Linked DNA regions of Macaca mulatta: region 1 is linked to region 2. The links are chromatin contacts, called in public Hi-C maps. All regions are on one chromosome and are shown on one strand. Each heading gives the region's core, a stretch centred on a gene start, on an enhancer-like site or on the middle of the called end of the contact. The rest is flanking DNA. Distances are from core to core; before and after follow the strand shown. Region 1 has its middle 12 kb from the start of CALHM6. Region 2 holds the start of TSPYL1 (TSPY like 1).

Region 1 (3,016 bases), core at 41-2,540, 170 kb before region 2:
GAGGATATGCATGTGTGGGAGCAGGAGGTATGTGTGAAATCGCTATACCCTTCTCTGAATTTTGCTATAAACCTAAAAGTGCTCATAGAAAAATAAAATATTTTTAAAAGTGAATTTGAGTATACCCTAGAGACTGTTATGCACCATGTGAACGGGATGCAGAGTACAAAAGCTCGTATTGTTCATAATTGCTATTTTTAAAAAGCTGGTATAAAAGAACTGTTAGTAAACATAAAAACTGATCAAATAAACATAAGAACTAATTTTAAAAACCAAAGAAAAATTATACAACAGCAGACAAGATAAACTGTGAAATAGTCAAACAAGAAAATACTACATAGCAATGTAAATAAATATTGCTACAGGAACAATCAACAAAGGTGTATCTTTAAAACAAAACGTTGAGGAATAAAACTTAAACACAAAGAAGATGTTCGGTATGATTTCACTTATAAAAAGTTCCGAAATAGTCTAAATAGACTATCTTTTCTGAGTATGTATACATAAGTGAAAAAACTAAGGAACAAAAAATAAGTGATTAAGAATCAGGACAGTGGTTATCATTTTTGGGGCTTTCATGATGTATGACCGGGGGAGGAGATGAAGGGTTTTCACAATGTTATATGTTACAGAGGTGTTTATAATTATGCTTTATACACTATATCTGTTTTAATGTTTTAGTATTTTTTCCTCATTAAGGATTATACTTCTTAATTTTTATGGCAGGAGAAAGAAAGCAATCCAATGACATTATTTTCCAGTTGAAAACCTCCAATACTTCAGTTGTCCAGAGGACAACTTCCGTATCCCTACATTGGCAAAGAAGCTTGTCCCAGGCTTGTTCCACACATCTCCATCCCACTTCATCCCATGCACCCCGGTTTCCAGCACCACGGACCCCCTTACATTTCCTGTGCATACACATCACAGTCTTCCTCAATACCATGCCTTCTCACTTCTTTTTCTGACTTTCTTGAATGGCATTTCTGTTTTTCACCTGGCAAACTATTCTGTTCTTTCAATACTCAGTCTGACGTAACTTCTTTGTTGAAGTTATCTTCAAAACCCCCAGAATTAGCATTTCTTTCTTTCTTTTTTTTTTTTTCTCTCATACTATTTAAAAAGAAATAACTGTGCAATAGTTCTTGACATGCCTATTGCAACGTTCCTTTCCAGGGATCTGTCTCTCCTACTATGCTGGGAGCTCCCAGGGATTCAGGGCCTTTTCTCATTCATCATTGCTTCCCTGGGTAGAGTCAGCTGCTCTCTGCCCACAGCTCTCTTCCCACACACGAAGCAGCCCTCACTACACTGCATATTATCTTTATCTACTTACAGAGCTGTCTCAAGTTATGTTGTACAACTTTATGAGAATTAAAAATGAGATAGTATGAAAAGCCCAGCACAATGTTTAGAATGTTTTAGTTTCAGTTACATTGTTGTAAAGGTTTTTTTAAAAAGTAGTGACTCAGAAATGTGCTAGAGGGCGCTGATTCACTGTTTTGTAATAGACTATTGTACTCAGGTTGTTAACATTTGACTTGCTTATCCAACCAGGTGCCAAAGAAAGAATCAGATTTTTAATAAGCAAAATATCAGCCATTTTTATTTAATAAATTAATTAATACAATTCAAGTGTCTATGTCTATAGTTGACTTGAAATTATTTTGGGGAAGAATAACACAACAACCAGATTGATGGCCGATGGCATAATGTTGCTTGTTTTAGTCCCTGTTTGTCTATATCCCCCAACCTAGTGTTTGTCTGTCAAGCAGTGAAAAGTCAAAGCAGGCAGTGTTAATTTTGGCAGTGCCCCAACTTTCCCTAAAGTAAATAAATGCCAAACAAGGTGTTTCCTCAACTGTCAAATGGGAAGGGTGAACTAGATCATCTTTGGGGTCCCTTTCAATTCTAACATTCTATAATATATACTTCTAGTTCATTAAAGAAACAGGCATGACCTCTTTAAAAAACACACACATACATATATTTGACCAAGAACTGACAAAATTCAATGAAAAGTAAACAACAAAAAATTAAAATCTGCCTTAACAGAAAAAAAAAAAAAAAAAAAGAAGAAGCAAAACCAAACTGGAGTTCCATTTATTCCTTCCATGTAATGCTGGGTTTGAAAAAGCAATATGAGTGACAAATGATTGGCTGCCTGAAAGATGTGTTGATTGTGAAATATTTTCTAGTTTCTTCTATATCTCCACATCTTCTGTTAATAATAATTCTAGCTAAATCTTCTCTTCTTTAGGAGAGGATGATAAAGTAGGTTTATGTTATATAAAGCATTCATCAGCTGATTGAAAGCGTTTTACAATGACTCCATTCACTTCAACCACCTGAAAAACCACAAACATTTATGACAAAAAGTCTTAAAAGTCCAGGAAACAATACCAAATTAAGAGATGGAGACTGTAGATACATTTATTAGTAAATGATTTGTTTTTATGTTTATGAAGCTCAATCGAAGTGACTCACAGTTTGGGTGCAAGATGAGAGTAGACACAAAAAGCGGAAGTCTGGTTTTGCAACTGATTATCTTATGATGTCTGTAGGCTGTGCCGCAGGATCCTAAACTATGACAAATAGTTGTAGTATTTTCTAAAATGTGAGGATGCTCAGTAGTCTATTTTTTGTTTTTTTGATACAAGATCTGACTCTGTTGCTCAGGCTGGAGTGCAGAGGCCTGATCTTGGCTGACTGCAACCTCTGCCTCCCGGGGCTCGAGCAATCTTCCTACCTCAGGCGTGCACCATCACACCCAGCTAATTTTTGTGTTTTTGGAAGAGACAGGGTTTCATCGTGTTGCCCAGGCTGGTCTCGAACTCCTCGGCTTAAGCTATCTGCCACCTCAGCCGCACAAAGTATGGGATTACAGGCGAGAGGTACCTCTCCTGGTCCAGCAGTCTATCTTTAACAAAGATGATCTACTTTGACAATTTTTTTGCTTGTTCATTTAAGTTTCATGAGATTAAAGGTAAACAATTATGGTGAAAGTTTAATAGTT
Region 2 (3,108 bases), core at 594-3,093:
TGCAAGCAGCAGGTTGTAAGCAAGAGAAACTGTTTTCTGCTCAGTTGCTCCTTTATTTAACATTTTAATAATCTATGGGATACTGTGCAAGGTAGTGTGCTAGGCACTCGATAAACAGAGGGAAACAAAACCATGATCTTGTCCTCTTGCAGTTTATGGTCTCCTCAGATATCATTTGTGGTATGTTTAGGCTTTAATTTTGTCTCTGTGTATTGCCTAGGTGTATATCTGGTCTTGATATTGAAAGACAGATTCAAGCTGTAATACATCACAGCTGTTGGGCAGAAACTCATGGGAAGCAATGAGCAAGGCAGAAGGGGCAAATTAGAAACAATTTGAGGCACCCATAGATGCAACCAAACCTTAATCCAAAGTGTATTCATTTAATATTGCTTCTGTAACAAATTATCACAAATTTAATAGCTTAAAATACACAAATTTATTATCTTATAGTGCTGGAGGTTAGAGGTAATAACCTCAAGGTGTTGGCATTCCTTTGGAGGCTCTAGGATAGAATCTATTTCCTTACCTTTCAAGCTTCTAGAGGCTGCCTTTATTCCTACGATCCTGGCTCCTTCCTCCATCTTCAAAGCCTGCAACATAGCGATTTCCCTTTCCTCCCTCCCCCTCCTATTCTCCACCATTCTTTCCCTCTCTCTGTGCTTTCGTCCTCTCATCTTCTCTGACCCTCCTACCTCCTTCTTATAAGAAATGTAATTCCATAGGGCCCATCTGTATAATCCAGAATCATCTTCTCATCTCCAAACCTTTAACTTAATCATATCTGCAAAGTCCCTTTAGCCACATAACTAAGACTAGTACATCTCTGAGGGCCATCAGCTTACTACCACACGAAGCAAATTAAGTAGAAAATAAGGTTTGCCTCTTTTATGCCTTGAGTCAACCAGCTGCATGTTGCCCTTTGCAAGTTTGTTTTCTACTTCAAGGCCATCTTTGTTGTCCATTTTAACTAGCCTTTCCTCACAAAATGGTGGTATGTTGCTCCCCCTACTGATATTTCTCTGAGGCCTTGTAACTCTCTAAGATAGCAGCAGTTTAACTCACAAGTCAAAAAACTGGAACACTTCAACCAGAGACATTAACATTCCCCTCTAATGAACTCTTAGCTGATTGCTAAAGACAAATGCTTCATTAGAGCCAAACATTCCTATCTTACATAACTAAATATGATAACAAATTAAGTTCATGGGGCTGGAAATAGTTATTATTTCCTCTTTCTTGCAGTGAGGAGGCATGAAACAACATTTAGCAAACTGATCCTGGCTTAATTCCTACAGATATTATGCAGCACAAACTCTTATTTGATGCAGACCATACATAAAAAATTAGCAATGAATAATAAGCATCGCTTTAGTGGTAAGGAAGCTGAGTAGCTTTTTTTCCCCCAGTAATCGTAGAGGCTAGACTTGACATTTTTATGTCACTTTTACTTAGAAGGGGGGAAACATTAGTTACTCCACGTAACCAGGAGCAAAATACTTCTTTTTAAGATTAATAGCCTCAAAAAAGTGAAGACCAGAAAAACACTTGTTTTCAGACACTGGAGAGCAGGCACTGTTACGGCTGTGATTTTACAACCGCTCCTACATGCTGGGAGAAGTCTCCAGATGCATCTCAAGGTGGGTCGTCAGTGCTTTCAGACTCAGCACAATCTACATACATTTACGTAGTTAAAATTACTGTTGCTATGGGTAAATTCACAGAAGTAAAGCCCAGAGAATCCGGTTGGCTGGCAGGGAGCGGCGGAACCAATCCCGGGCTCAGCAAGTTCTCGCGATACCGTGAGATCTGCATCCCTGACGACACCGCCGCGGAGATGTTAGTGAGACTGGCGGGTGGGCGGTGCGAGCGGCGGTTAGCTCCGAGCTCGGCTTCTCTGAGGAAAACGGGCGTTCACCTGCGGTTGGTCCGACTGTTACCAACATGAGCGGCGTGGATGGGGTCGAGAGGACCCCTCCCCTCCAAACCCACAGCATCATTATTTCTGACCACGTCCCGAGCGACCCGGACGCACACCAGTGCCTGAAGCTCCGCGACCAAAGCGAGACGACACAGGTGATGGCGGAGCCGGGTGAGGGAGGCTCGGAGACCATCGCGCTCCCGCCTCCACAGCCTTCAGAGGAGGGGGGCGTACCTCAGGATCCCGCGGGCCGTGGCAGTACTCCCCAGATCCGAGTTATTGGGGGTCGCGGTCATGTGGCGATCAAAGCCGGGCAGGAAGAGGGCCAGCCTCCCGCTGAGGGCCTGGCAGCCGCTTCTGTGGTGGTGGTGGCAGTGGACCGCAGCTTGAAAAAGGGCGTTCAGGGTGGAGAGAAGGCCCTAGAAATCTATGGCGCCGAGAGATCCGCGTCTGAGCTGCCGGCGGGGGCGGGGGCCGAGAACGACACCGAGGAGGTGAAGACAGGAAAGTGCGCCACTGTCTCAGCAGCCGTGGCTGAGGGGGAGAGCGCTGAGGTGGTGGTGAAGGAAGGCCTGGCGGAGAAGGAGGTAGTGGAGGAGCAGATGGAGGTAGAGGAGCAGCTGCCGGAAGGTGAAGAAATAGAAGTGGCGGAGGAAGATAGAGTGGAGGAGGAGGCGAGGGAGGAGGAAGGGCCCTGGCCTCTGCATGAGGCTCTCCGCATGGACCCTCTGGAGGCCATCCAGCTGGAACTGGACACTGTGAATGCTCAGGCCGACAGGGCCTTCCAACAGCTGGAGCACAAGTTTGGGCGGATGCGTCGACACTACCTGGAGCGGAGGAACTACATCATTCAGAATATCCCGGGCTTCTGGATGACGGCTTTTCGAAACCATCCCCAGTTGTCCGCCATGATTAGGGGCCAAGATGCAGAGATGTTAAGGTACATAACCAATTTAGAGGTGAAGGAACTCAGACACCCTAGAACCGGCTGCAAGTTCAAGTTCTTCTTTAGAAGAAACCCCTACTTCAGAAACAAGCTGATTGTCAAGGAATATGAGGTAAGATCCTCCGGCCGGGTGGTGTCTCTTTCTACTCCAATTATATGGCGCAGGGGGCATGAACCCCAGTCCTTCATTCGCAGAAACCAAGACCTCATCTGCAGCTTCTTCACCTGGTTTTCAGACCAC

Evidence for each region. Hi-C and Micro-C count contacts between places; a contact is called where the count stands out from the background.
Region 1: a Hi-C map of blood shows a contact between it and region 2, with 7 times the contacts expected there. The contact joins the enhancer-like site here to the promoter of TSPYL1 in region 2. A contact is called at or near these places in 4 of 14 Hi-C or Micro-C datasets (CD4 T cells, blood, fetal cortex germinal zone and 1 more).

Annotation. Positions count from the first base shown.
Region 1 is chr4:21,492,640-21,495,655 of T2T-MMU8v2.0, reverse strand. No RefSeq gene overlaps it. Among named protein-coding and RNA genes, the nearest start is that of CALHM6, 12 kb to the left of the region's middle. Within about 2 kb of position 1,290, at least 10 of the 40 cell types and tissues checked have an H3K27ac peak or open chromatin away from gene starts, as enhancers often do. A contact at or near this core is called in CD4 T cells and blood, where this site is marked.
Region 2 is chr4:21,324,370-21,327,477 of T2T-MMU8v2.0, reverse strand. TSPYL1 (TSPY like 1) reads left to right here and starts at 1,843. Exons shown (of 2, transcript XM_077999307.1): 1 at 1,843-2,979. The coding sequence starts at 1,945.